Regions from separate parts of the Rattus norvegicus genome. Here region 1 is linked to region 2. The links are chromatin contacts, called in public Hi-C maps. All regions are on one chromosome and are shown on one strand. Each heading gives the region's core, a stretch centred on a gene start, on an enhancer-like site or on the middle of the called end of the contact. The rest is flanking DNA. Distances are from core to core; before and after follow the strand shown. Region 1 has its middle 19 kb from the start of Ptgs1. Region 2 holds the start of Mrrf (mitochondrial ribosome recycling factor).

Evidence for each region. Hi-C and Micro-C count contacts between places; a contact is called where the count stands out from the background.
Region 1: a contact with region 2 is called in a Hi-C map of liver, with 3 times the contacts expected there. The contact joins the enhancer-like site here to the promoter of Mrrf in region 2. A contact is called at or near these places in 4 of 12 Hi-C or Micro-C datasets (frontal cortex, kidney, liver and 1 more).

The regions. Positions count from the first base shown.
Region 1 is chr3:39,959,871-39,965,426 of GRCr8, reverse strand. No RefSeq gene overlaps it. Among named protein-coding and RNA genes, the nearest start is that of Ptgs1, 19 kb to the left of the region's middle. Within about 2 kb of position 3,061, at least 4 of the 93 cell types and tissues checked have an H3K27ac peak or open chromatin away from gene starts, as enhancers often do. A contact at or near this core is called in liver, where this site is marked.
Region 2 is chr3:39,881,510-39,887,211 of GRCr8, reverse strand. Mrrf (mitochondrial ribosome recycling factor) reads right to left here and starts at 2,563. Exons shown (of 7, transcript NM_001008354.1): 1 at 2,543-2,563. It overlaps Rbm18 (RNA binding motif protein 18), which reads left to right and starts at 2,635. Exons shown (of 6, transcript NM_001107838.1): 1 at 2,635-2,768.

The sequences.
Region 1 (5,556 bases), core at 1,812-4,311, 78 kb before region 2:
GGGACTGGCCGTGGGAGAAACCAAGCACATGGCTTAAGTCATGGGACTTTGGATCAGGCAATATCCATCAGTCTGGAGACAGAATGTGGGGACGCTAACCAATCCCCCCATCCCAGTGACACCATGCAAATCATCTCAGAACATGGAAGTGCAGGTAAAGGTGACCCCCTGGACATACTCCATAATATCACACCCTTTTTTGGGAGCAGCACATCCAGACAGACAGAAAGTAACACAGGGCTCTGTCTTTTCCTTCAGTCGCCCTTCACACGCACCCTCCCTGAAACTAACCCGTAACCTGAGCACACCAGCTCCTGGGGAAGTTCTGTGAGTCCTTCTAGAGGATTCTCAAACCTGAGAGTGGTTCAAGGAACCCCTCGCCTAGCAGGTGGAGTGCCACAAGTCAAGACAGCCCTGCCTGAGCATGGCTCCTCTAACCTTGTAGAGGACCCAACTTATTAGATGGGATTTCTTCTCACCTGAAAGATATCTCCCTGAAGGAGGCATGGTCATCTTTACTCTGCTTTCTAGACTGGGGCACTGAGTCAAGCAACCCGACTGAGGTCGCAGGACCATCTAATACCAAACGTGAGCTCTGAAAGTGGAGCCAGGCACTGGAATGCGGGCCTGGACCACTGTGAGGCACTTCCCAGAGGCTGCGCAGGGAACAGGGGAAGATGGGACTGGAGCTGAGCTGGTCTTCAAGATGGATAGCAGGAGATGTATTCCGTAGCTGCCTAGCGGGTCTGGGGTCCCAAGAAAATAACCACACGATCCCAAGTATTTCAGCAGGGCAGTAAGTTTGATTTGTGCAGAGGGTGCACAGTCATACCAAACCAGTCGGAGAGTGGGTCCTGCGCACCAGGGTTCCTTCCGCCTCACATCCTTACGTGACGGCTCATTTAAAGTGTCACCGTTGATAATCGGGATGTGATTTTGAGCAACTAGTACACACATTTTTGACTTCAGGAAGCGCTGACCTCGGGGCTGGAGGCGCGGCTTCTAGAACTTTCACGGGGAGAACCAACCACCTGAAACTCCAATCCTAAGGGATCTGACGCCCTCTTTCGGCTTTCCTGGGCATCAGGAACACCAACAGGCTTGTGGGCAAAACACACAGATACATAACAAACAAAACTCCAGATTAAGAAAATAAGTGCTGACAAGGAAGGAATTTGACTGTCTTCCAAGTAGCTTCTTTATATTTGTTTTTAAATGAAACGTGTCTTGTTATGTGTTTAGAAAGATACTGAGTTTCCTTTTTACATTTTCCACACAGGCTGGATTTGAAATGAAGAGAAAGGAAGGAGCTAATTATGAACTTCAGGCTTCTGCACACACAGCCAGGGTTCTGGATTCCCATGCCCAGTAAACACAAAAAGCAAGGCACGTGATAGGCTCGTACCTCGGTCCTTAGAGCAGCTTTGCGCAACCCCCCACCCCGCGCGCGCACAGGACCGTATTCCGAAGTGACCACAAGGTGGCAGCAGAGGCCACCTTTTTCATGTCTGCTCGGGCAAGACTCTCTGGAGAAGGAGGCTTCCTGCTGGCCAGGCTGGAGGGTTTGTCTGCCCCTGACCATGGTGGAACTGGAATGGGACCTCTGCCAGGGCCTCTCAGAAACAAATTCCTGCACTCACGGGGTTCAAAGGGCCTGGTGAAGAAGGCAGGAGAAGTGGGCTCCTGCACTGCTTAGCCAGAGCAGGTGTCCTACCTACCCTGTGAGGCTTGTTTGGGAATTGAGGTAACATTTTTTGTTTGAAGCAAAGTCCTGAGACAGCCGCAAGTCTACCCACATTGGAAAACTGAGACCAAACTTACACCGGCCTGCTATTGTTAGAGTGGAGTTGGGAAACCTTGAACAGCCGGAAACCCCCTCACCTGTCTTCATCCCTATTACTCCAGTGTCTTGCCCACGCACCCAAACAGCACCAGGCGATCTGTGGCGCACATCCTTATCGATTCCGTGAGAATTCCCTCCTGCCCCTCTCCCACCCCACTGAGTGGACCCCACCCCCCAACATCAGCCCTGGAGGCTTCCCAGGAAAGGTGCCGTATCCCCTCCCCCACACTGTCCTGTTGTTTGCACCTCGGCCCTACAGCAGGCGCTCCAAGCAGAACCTGAGTGTCCAGGGTAGGAGGCTATGCTTGACTGCCTGGGAGCAGTATGCCTAGCCTCCCCCAAGTGGAAGCCAGCCGAGACCAGTGCACAGGGAAATGTGTGGCTTCTGCACAGAGATCACGGTCAATGCAGAGGTGGTGGCCGGTAAACTCATCACAGGTCACATGCAGGAAGCCTCCCTGGCTGGCTGTTCGCTGAGCACTTACTATCTACTACGGGCACAGTTCCAGGCCTTGCGATCAGCACCGAGGAAGACAGAGGGGTGGGGCTGAATTGCAGACAGCACGCACCCAGGGACAAAGCTTCACCGGCTAGGAAGACTGGTGTCCCTTCTTTACCCAAGGACCCTGTCTGCTCACGGAGCTGCAGGAGGGGGAATGCCCTCTCACAACAGGACTTCCCCACCGCCACTCTAGGTGCTCAGTCAGCGGGGACCCCTCCTGTACCCCTGCGACTGTGCCAGGCTGCTTACAGATCAGGCAAGGGATTAGCACCAAGACTAGCACACTGGAACCTATTCATTTTGGTGTCGGGAGGAAATGATGGGCCAACACGCTGCAGGCAGTCACTCAGAAAAGGCACAGAAAGACAGAAGGGGCCAACAAGACAAATCAGCAGGCAAAGGTAATTGCCTGAGTTCCATCCCCCCCAATCCATATAGCAGCAGAAGAAAGGCTACCCCTGAAAATTGTCCTCTACACACACACACACACACACACACACACACACACACACACACGGGCGGGGGGGTGGATACAAAATATTTTGAAAAAAAATCAAGTAAGTGGGTTTTCAAACTATGTTCTTCAAACTAGGGATCTGCAGGAGTGTCCTGGGTCACCACCAGGGAACAGGGGAAAGGCCACTCAGGCATCAGCCCCGTAGCCTTCCACCTTTGCTGGTCACAGATCCATCCTGGGCTTCACAGGTCAGTTCTTGTTTGAAGAAGAATCCTGCTGGCTCAGGAAAGGCAAGAGGTTTGGCTAGAGTCACACAGGAGAACTGAAAGCCAAGGCCGACAAGAGACACCTGAGATCAGAGGTCAGCCTGGAGCTCCCAAGTCAGAGCCAGAGACAGTAGAACACAGCTAGAACAGGAAGCCACAGAAACTGGAGCCGGAAACCAAAAGAGGGTGAAGTTGTCATGACGTGGGGTCTGGAGGTCAGGGCCAAGGTCACATCCCATTGTCGGAGGTCAGTGAGAGCCATTCCGTATAGGTGGGGAGGGGGCTGCATTCAGTAGGTATTTGTTGAGCATATGCGTAGGCCCAGAACTACAACCCACGGTCATGAGCAAAGCAAACCCTTTGCTCTCCCTCAGCTACCTGGGGTACAAGGTAAACACTATCAGAAGAAATAACTGCTAGGCATCTGAGCTGAAGGAAAGACTGCTTGTAGGTGGGCTGGTTCCTATGGGGTGGTCAAGGAAGGCCTCCCTGAGGAGGTGACATTCGAGCCCTAGACTGTCTGAACCTGGGCCAGCTGTTCAGATCCTATCCTGAAAGCCTGCAGATCCACTCTGGAAGGAGAGGCTGCCAGAGGGGCAGGAAGTCTGGCCCCCTGTAACTATATCCCCAGGAAGGAGGAAGCCTGGACTCGCTTTCAGCAGCCCTATTCATCAAGGCCCAGCTCTAACCCCAGGCAGTACCCGAGGCTCTGCCTGGGGAGGAGGCAATGAGGGAGAGAGGGGAGAAAGGGTGGGAGGGAGGGTAGCAGGGAGAGAGCCCTGCAGACAATAAATGCTTCCAGGTTCCCGGGAGCATTCTGCGGGTCACTGCCACATCTGATTTCAATTACCCTCGGTGTAGGGTTCCCGGGTGGGGGGCAGGGGTGGAGAAGAGGCAGTTCCTCCATGATCAGAATCTCTAGGCCCAGCCATCCAAGGTACTTCAGGACAGGTCCCCAACATTTCAATAGGCAAGAGACAGAATCCAGAAAGAGAGGTCCGGGTCCAACTGTGGGTGGAGGTCACCTTACTTCACAGCCATTTTGCTGTGTGACCTCAGCCACATAGTGACAGGACATCTCTGAGTCTCTGATTCTTCCTGCCTCACTGCAGAAGGTATGGGAACTCAGTGAGTAACTGTGCAGCTCGTTCACCCTCATAGTTAATTAGGTACCAACTAATAATCAATGATTATTAATTAATTAGCACCCTTACTAACACCTAAAATAGTGTCAATTCGATCTGCTACAACCCACAGCCACAAAGGTGACTGTCTCAGGCACACATAGAGAAGGCCCCTGGGATTATCAAACTTCTGAGCTAGCAAGTCTTTGTGATTGGCAACCTTAAGCCAATATTGTCCTCTCCCAGGCCTCAGTTTCCCCATCCATCACAATACTCGCAGGCAAATCCCTGCCCAGAAGAGGGCCTTTTAGGCTCTAATGTAGGAAGCCCCCTTTTGCAGCAAGAGAACTCAGTAGAGCCCTGTTACTAGTTTTTCTTCAGCTAGTAAAACTCCTCTTCGGAGGTGGGCTGAAGAGTGAGGAAGCTAGAGGGAGTTAAGGGCATCTCGGATCTGACCCTGAGCTGTGCTATGGAGGAAATTAAAGGAGACTGCATACAGGGATTCGAACCTAGATCCAAGAGCTTTAGAGCAGAGCGGATGCCAGGGGTCAGCAGAGCGCGAGTTGCAGGCGGACACAGCTCTCCTCTCCCCAGTGCGCGCAGACCGGGAACTCCCCTCCGGCCTCAGCCAGGGAACAATGCGCGGCTTCCTGCCCGCCCTGCGCCGCCGGGAAACCAGTTCCCCCTTCGGGTACACGAGGTCGCGCCCCGGGAGACCGCAGGAGGAGCCTCCCCAGCCCGCTGGGCAGCGCGCAGGAGTAATCCGGGAGGCCAGGTTATTGCCTGGATGCTCAGTGCATCCGCGGTGCCAGGCACTGGTCCTACTCCCCGGGTGGAGCGCTGTGTCTCAGCGCCTGAGCCTCAGTCGTTGCTGCTTCAGCAGACACAGCTTGGGCAGCAACCCAGGCCCTTGGCTAGACACTGGGAACTGAGGCACCTGATTTAGCGAGCTAGTGAGGAAGAAAGCCAGCCATGGGCTTGTCAATCACTGTGCAAGCAAGAAGACCTTTGTTCGAATCCCCAACGTCTACAAAAGAAGTCATCCAGGTGCCTGTGCCTCTGCAATTTGTGTGGGAGAACAGAGACAGGTGGGTCGTAGGCGTTCACTGAAATATGCTCTCCTGTGGTCTCTGACTGCTTGGGCACGCACCACTGCACCACCAAAATGTGCATAATCCACTCAAAATGAGTGATGTCTTACATTAAAGTTACGTTATATTTTGTAGAGCACAATAAGGAGACTGTCGTGGGGACAGGGCTGTCCTGAATGCAGTCGTTATTAATAATTTAGTTTTAGGACGACATTTAGCAACAGCACACAGAACATGCATTGCTAATAAACAGACGAATCTCGAGAGCAGATA
Region 2 (5,702 bases), core at 1,314-3,813:
AAATAAACTGCATTGCTGGAATGCTTGAGGCATACGACGTATCACTGCAAAGAAGCCAGGACATTTCACAGTGGAAGTTCAATACAGCAGTCTTCTGGGTCTGTAACCTTAGGAACATGGTCAGGTCAGCACATATGAAGAACTGAAACTGAAGAAGAAACTTTTAGTTCTAGTCTGTTCCAATAACACTCACAGGAGGAACTGTTTCTCCACTCACTACATACGTGATCTTGAGAAGGTCAGTCCCACCACATCTCTTTTTCTTTTTAAATCATGAATATTTTAATAATGCTTTTTATTGACTCTTAATTTAAGAGTTTCGTACATTTATGAACCAACATCCTGGCTCGTCCACTGCTCCACCAACCTCTTACAACCAGCTATGTATTGGTATACAACATTTCTTTTTCTTTCTTTCTTTCTTTTTTTTTTTTTTTTTTTTTTTGGTTTTACAAGGCAGGGTTTCTCTGTGTAGCCCTGGCCATCCTGGAACTCAGTCTATAACCAGGCTGACCTTGAAATCAGATAAACTTCTTGCCTCTGCTTCCTGAGTGCTGGGATTAAAGGAGGGCATCGCCTCCATCCCCAATCCCCTGTTTGGAATGTTCTCCCTTTATCTCTTTAACCATCCATCTTTTCTTTACCATCCATCTTAACCATCACTCTGTCAGAGCACAGGGTCATTGGCCACCTCTTCCAACTAAACTAAGCTTTCACGCCCAATACTTCATCACAGTACACAGTTTCCACCAGTAAAAGTAAATGCATATGTAAGTACTTGATCCTTGTCTAGGCACCCCCATATGACTGCTGGCACTCCACAAAAGTTCTAGTGGATCAATCTACCCATTAATCTACCAGGTTAGCACTGTATCCTGAACTTAGTATAGTACAAATATACAGACATCATACAAATGTGTTAAGTATGGTAATGGACTTCCACAAAGATTAAATCCTTGTCCAATATCAACACCTCGGATGGCAGGTCTTGGGATCTTTTCTCAACACTGGTTCCACTATCCCCTGGATTTCCAGTTCTTTACTTGGTGTACTTCTTTTCAAAGTCAGTATCGGGTAAAGAAAGGTATTTGGAATATCTGACTCAATACAAAATCCAAATGTCCTTGGCACAAGCCAAAGGAGGAATAATAAAAACTTCACAAAGTGGACAAAAGGCCTCACCTTAAGACTAGAAGACCTGGATTTCAACATCCCCACCTCATCAATCCCTATCACATGCAACTGTGGAATTCACAACTACCCATATCCAAAGAGCATGGATCACCGCTCTACCGAGGATGAGAACTATAGTAAATCATTTCTCCTAGTTTGGTTTTGTAACCTCTGCCATTAACTGAAGGAATCAGATCAAGTTTCCTGACTTTCCCATGACGAGTTCTCCAAGATTCTGGGAAATACATTGGAATGTGGTCAAGAGAAAGCACTGCCTATTGGATCCACCCTCTGTGGTGGAACCACCCCCTAGATGAAGGCCTTTCCCGGGAAGAAATAAAGACCCTTACAGAGGAAGGTCGAGGTAGAGGTTGAACCCTCCTCAAACACTACAGAAAATGTAAAGGCCAAGATCCAAGATAAGGAAGGAATTCCTTCTGATCAGCAGAGAGGCTAATCTTTGTTGGTAAGCAGCTGGGAGATGGCCATATTTTGTAACATTCAAAAGGAGTTCACCCTTTCTCCTGTGCTGAGACTTCATGGTGGTCCTGAGAAAAGGATAAAGTCTTACACCACAGACAAGAAGCATAAGTGTAAGAGAAAGGTTAAGCTGGTTGTGCTGTAATATTAAGAAGTGGATGAAAAATGGCAAAATCACTCGACTTCGTTGAGTGTCCTTCTGATCAATATGATGCTACAGTGTTCAAGGCTAGTCGCTTTGACAGACATTACTGGGTCAAGTGTTGGCTGACTTACTGCTTCAACAATCCAGAAGACAAGGAGTTGTGTGTGAGTTAATAAAAACACAGAAATGGGAAAAAAGAAATGGGCCTAGGCAAGAGTCCTGCTTCTAGTGCTTCCTAAGTATGTGATCTTAATGCCAGAGTCACGGGAATGTTGAAGCACCATCGAAATGACAACTGTTTGCCCACAGGACGGCAGAATGACGATTTTAAAAGCCCAGGCGTTGGTCTCAGGCCTGGGTAGAATTCAAACTCCATCACTTGGGAGCTGTGCGACCTTGGTAGACACCGCTTGAGTTTTTGTTTCTTCATCATCGGGAATAATTACACCTCCGTGTGTAGGGCTATTTGGAAAAGGCATTATTCCTGTCAGGTGACGTCTTAAACATCAGGAACTAATTACAAGTTCCCTGGCAAGGCTCTAAATGTCGGCTGAGTGACACGAGCTCCGCCCCACCCTTGAGAGCATAGAAGTCCCGCCCCTGGTTTTAAGGTCGAGCCGAACTCTGCAGAACCAGTCACGGAGGTATCCTTAGCCCCACGAGGTCCCTCCGAGGTCCTAGAAAAAGTGTCACCGGTATCTGGATCCCGCCCACTTCTTGAGAGCCCCCCTCGAGGCCACTCACCAGCTACAGCCGGGATTATAGAGAAACACACGCGGGACAGCGGAGGCGGAGGTGCGGGCGTCATGACGTCACGGGCTGGCGCGGCGGCGCAGGCGTAGCGCGTCACGGGCGGCCGGGCGGCGAGCGGTGTTTCGGCAGAGGTAACCTCACGTCCCTCGCTCGGACCCCAGCGTCGGAAGCTGCTTTCGGGGCATGAGCTGAGAGGGCACGGCTCCGAGGCTAGCGGGTGAGTACCCGAAGCTCAGCACCATCCTGGCCGCGGGGACCTTGGCGAAGACTGCCCTCACCCGCAGGCTTCTAGGCCCCGCCCCGGATTGTCCTGTATCTGGCCGGAAATAACAATTCCATTAGTGACTTCGCTGCCAGGAATCGGGAAACCCTGGTTGCTGGCCTGACCCTGTGATTAGCGTGTAGGAATAAGCGACCCCAGAGCCCTCCAGAGCCCTCCTGACTACTAGAGTTGATACATCTCAGCTGGGAGGAATAGATTGGCATTTTATGAACTTGTTACTCTTAAGGAGTTGTCGCCTTTGCAACCCCCAAACGACTTGATAGTCACATACTTACTAGACTTTACTGTTTCTCAAAAACTCATGACCTGAGCTGGCACATGTATATTCTTATTTAAAATGACCACGTGATGCAGGAACAATTGTCTCCACCTGTGGAAAGATGAGACTTGACTTTGTTTCATTCATTCTCCAAGAAAATAGTACCAACTCTGAGCCAGGCAGTGTACTGTATCCTGGGTAAAGAACCATGATCAAGGCCCTGTGCTGTAGGGGTTTTTATTATTTTAGAAGAATAGGCAAAAAGTAAATTACCCAATGTATTCACATTATATGGGAAGGGGGAAGTGGCAGGGACAGAGAATGTGAGGACGATAACCTAAGGGAGGGACTGTTATTGAAGCCACAATTATTGAAAAAGTCCATTTTGAGTCCAGGTCTCTCTAGCCCCAGGTCTTGTATTCTTGGTATTGAAACATGGCCTCTTTGGCATTTTTAAGTATCTTTTGGTGTTACAGTTGCTTTTAGACATGAGAACATCAGAAGTTCTAGCATTGAAATCCAACTTTTCTCTGTCTAAAATAGTGCAGCCCCTAGTCACATCCTCCGTCTCAGTGTTGCATGAGTTCTCAGCGTGGTTCTGAAGGCTTCAGGGGTAGAACTTGGGAGAAGTACTACCATAATGAGATACTGCCCTCATAAGGGAACTGAACTGGCCTTGTTAAATGATAGTATCTGTCTCGGTATCTGTCATTAATTACTTCAATCAATATTTTCCTTTTTTTTTTCTTTTTTAAATTTAGTTTTCTTTCCCTTTCAAAAATTTCTGAGAATAGGGATTATTTTGTACAAGGCTGAGCTTGAGGCACTTCTAGATACAGAAGATAAATGTTTTGGTTTTAGGGTTTTGTTTTTTTTTTAAGTCTTTGTTTTCCTAGCAGGGAGGTCTGTAGTCTGGTATAGGCAGCTATCTTCCCTGTCCCGTTCTCTTTTCTTTATCATATTGTATATTTATTACAATTTCATTTTTCATCTGTAAACTCATTTTTTTCCTTCTCAGCAACCTTAACTAATAAGGAAAGCAGGGTATATCTTTACAGATCTTTCAGATTTATTTACTCTGTGTATGAGCCTTTTGCCTGCATCTGCGTATGTATGTGCACGGCATGTATACAGTGTTTCATCTTCCAGAACTGCAGGTAGTAAGCCATCAAGTGGGTGCTGGGAACTGAATTCCTGGGTCCTCTGCAAGAGCTCTTAACTGCTGAGTCATCTCTCCAGCCCCTCAGAGTTTACTTTAAAACATGAAGAAACTGGGCCAGCAAGATGGCTGACCAGTAAAAGTGCTTCCCATATAACCCAGACAGCCTGAGTCCAATCTCTAGGATCCAAGTAAAAGTGAAAAGAGAGAACCAGCTCTTGAAAGTTGTCTTCTGACTGCTGTCTGTGCTACATGATAGCCCAGCCCCCTCCCCAACCCATGATAATAAAGTAAAAACAAGGAAAGTGGGGTACCAAGAAAAATAACTTCCGGTGGAAATGGGACAATTTATAACGAAGTCTTCTGGCTCCAGGCTTTTTGCAGTATCCATTACCGCCTCCATCACAATCCTTTCTGTGAGGTGAGATGCTTCAGGAATGAAGACCAATAGTAATTTATCAGACTTTTTTTTTTTTAAAAAGACTTGTTTATTTTATGAGTACACTATAGCTGTCTTCAGACACACCAGAAGAGGGAATCAGATCCCATTACAGATGGTTGTGAGCCACCATGTGGTTGCTGGGAATTGAACTCAGGACCTCTGGAAAAGCACTCAGTGCTCTTAACCGCTGAGCCATCTCTCCAGCCCAATCTATCTATCAGTCTTGAATACTTCTAAGAAGCGTGGTTCTGAAGGCTTCAGGGGTAGAACTTGGCAGAGCTACATACCTTAATGAGATACTGTCCTCATAAGGGAACTGAACTGCAGTTGTTAGACAGCTTGCCACAGTTACACAAAGGAAGCAGATGGTGAACTGTAATAACTGAGGAGAAACATCTCTTGTTACTACCCGAACAGTAAACTCGATCAATAGCTAATATAGACTACTTACTGTTGTTAAATAGTGACTTTTTATGTATGCAATCCTCACAACTGTCCTATCAAATAAGAACGATTGCCTCTAATTTTACATTTGAGGAAATTGGGGGCCTATAAAATTTAGATAATTAGCTAAGTCACACACCTGCTTTCCTATCCATTCACCTCTAACTCCAGACTCTGCTCCTGTTTTTTTGTGCCACCTGCTCCCTGTACTTTGTGTTGCTCCAAGAAGAGCAAGAATATAAGCTGCTCTTCTATGTCTGTTGCCTTCAGCACCATCGAGACAGTTTTCCTTTTTTCCTGCAGTATTATGTGGTGATAGAGCCTTTGGCCTCCTGCGTCAGTCAGGGAGACTTAAGACTCTCCACACAACAGTACCTCTTTATCCTAAAAGGTAGCTCTGGCTGCCAGAAGTGCTGTCCCAAGGCAACTGGTCCAGGGCCCCAGTGAGGGAATAACAGGCCTTTAAAAGACTGCCCATAGAGCATGTCTTCCTTGGATATATATTTGGATTACATGTGAGGTCTCATGTTCACACAAAATTGTTTTAGTCTCCTGCCTGAACGT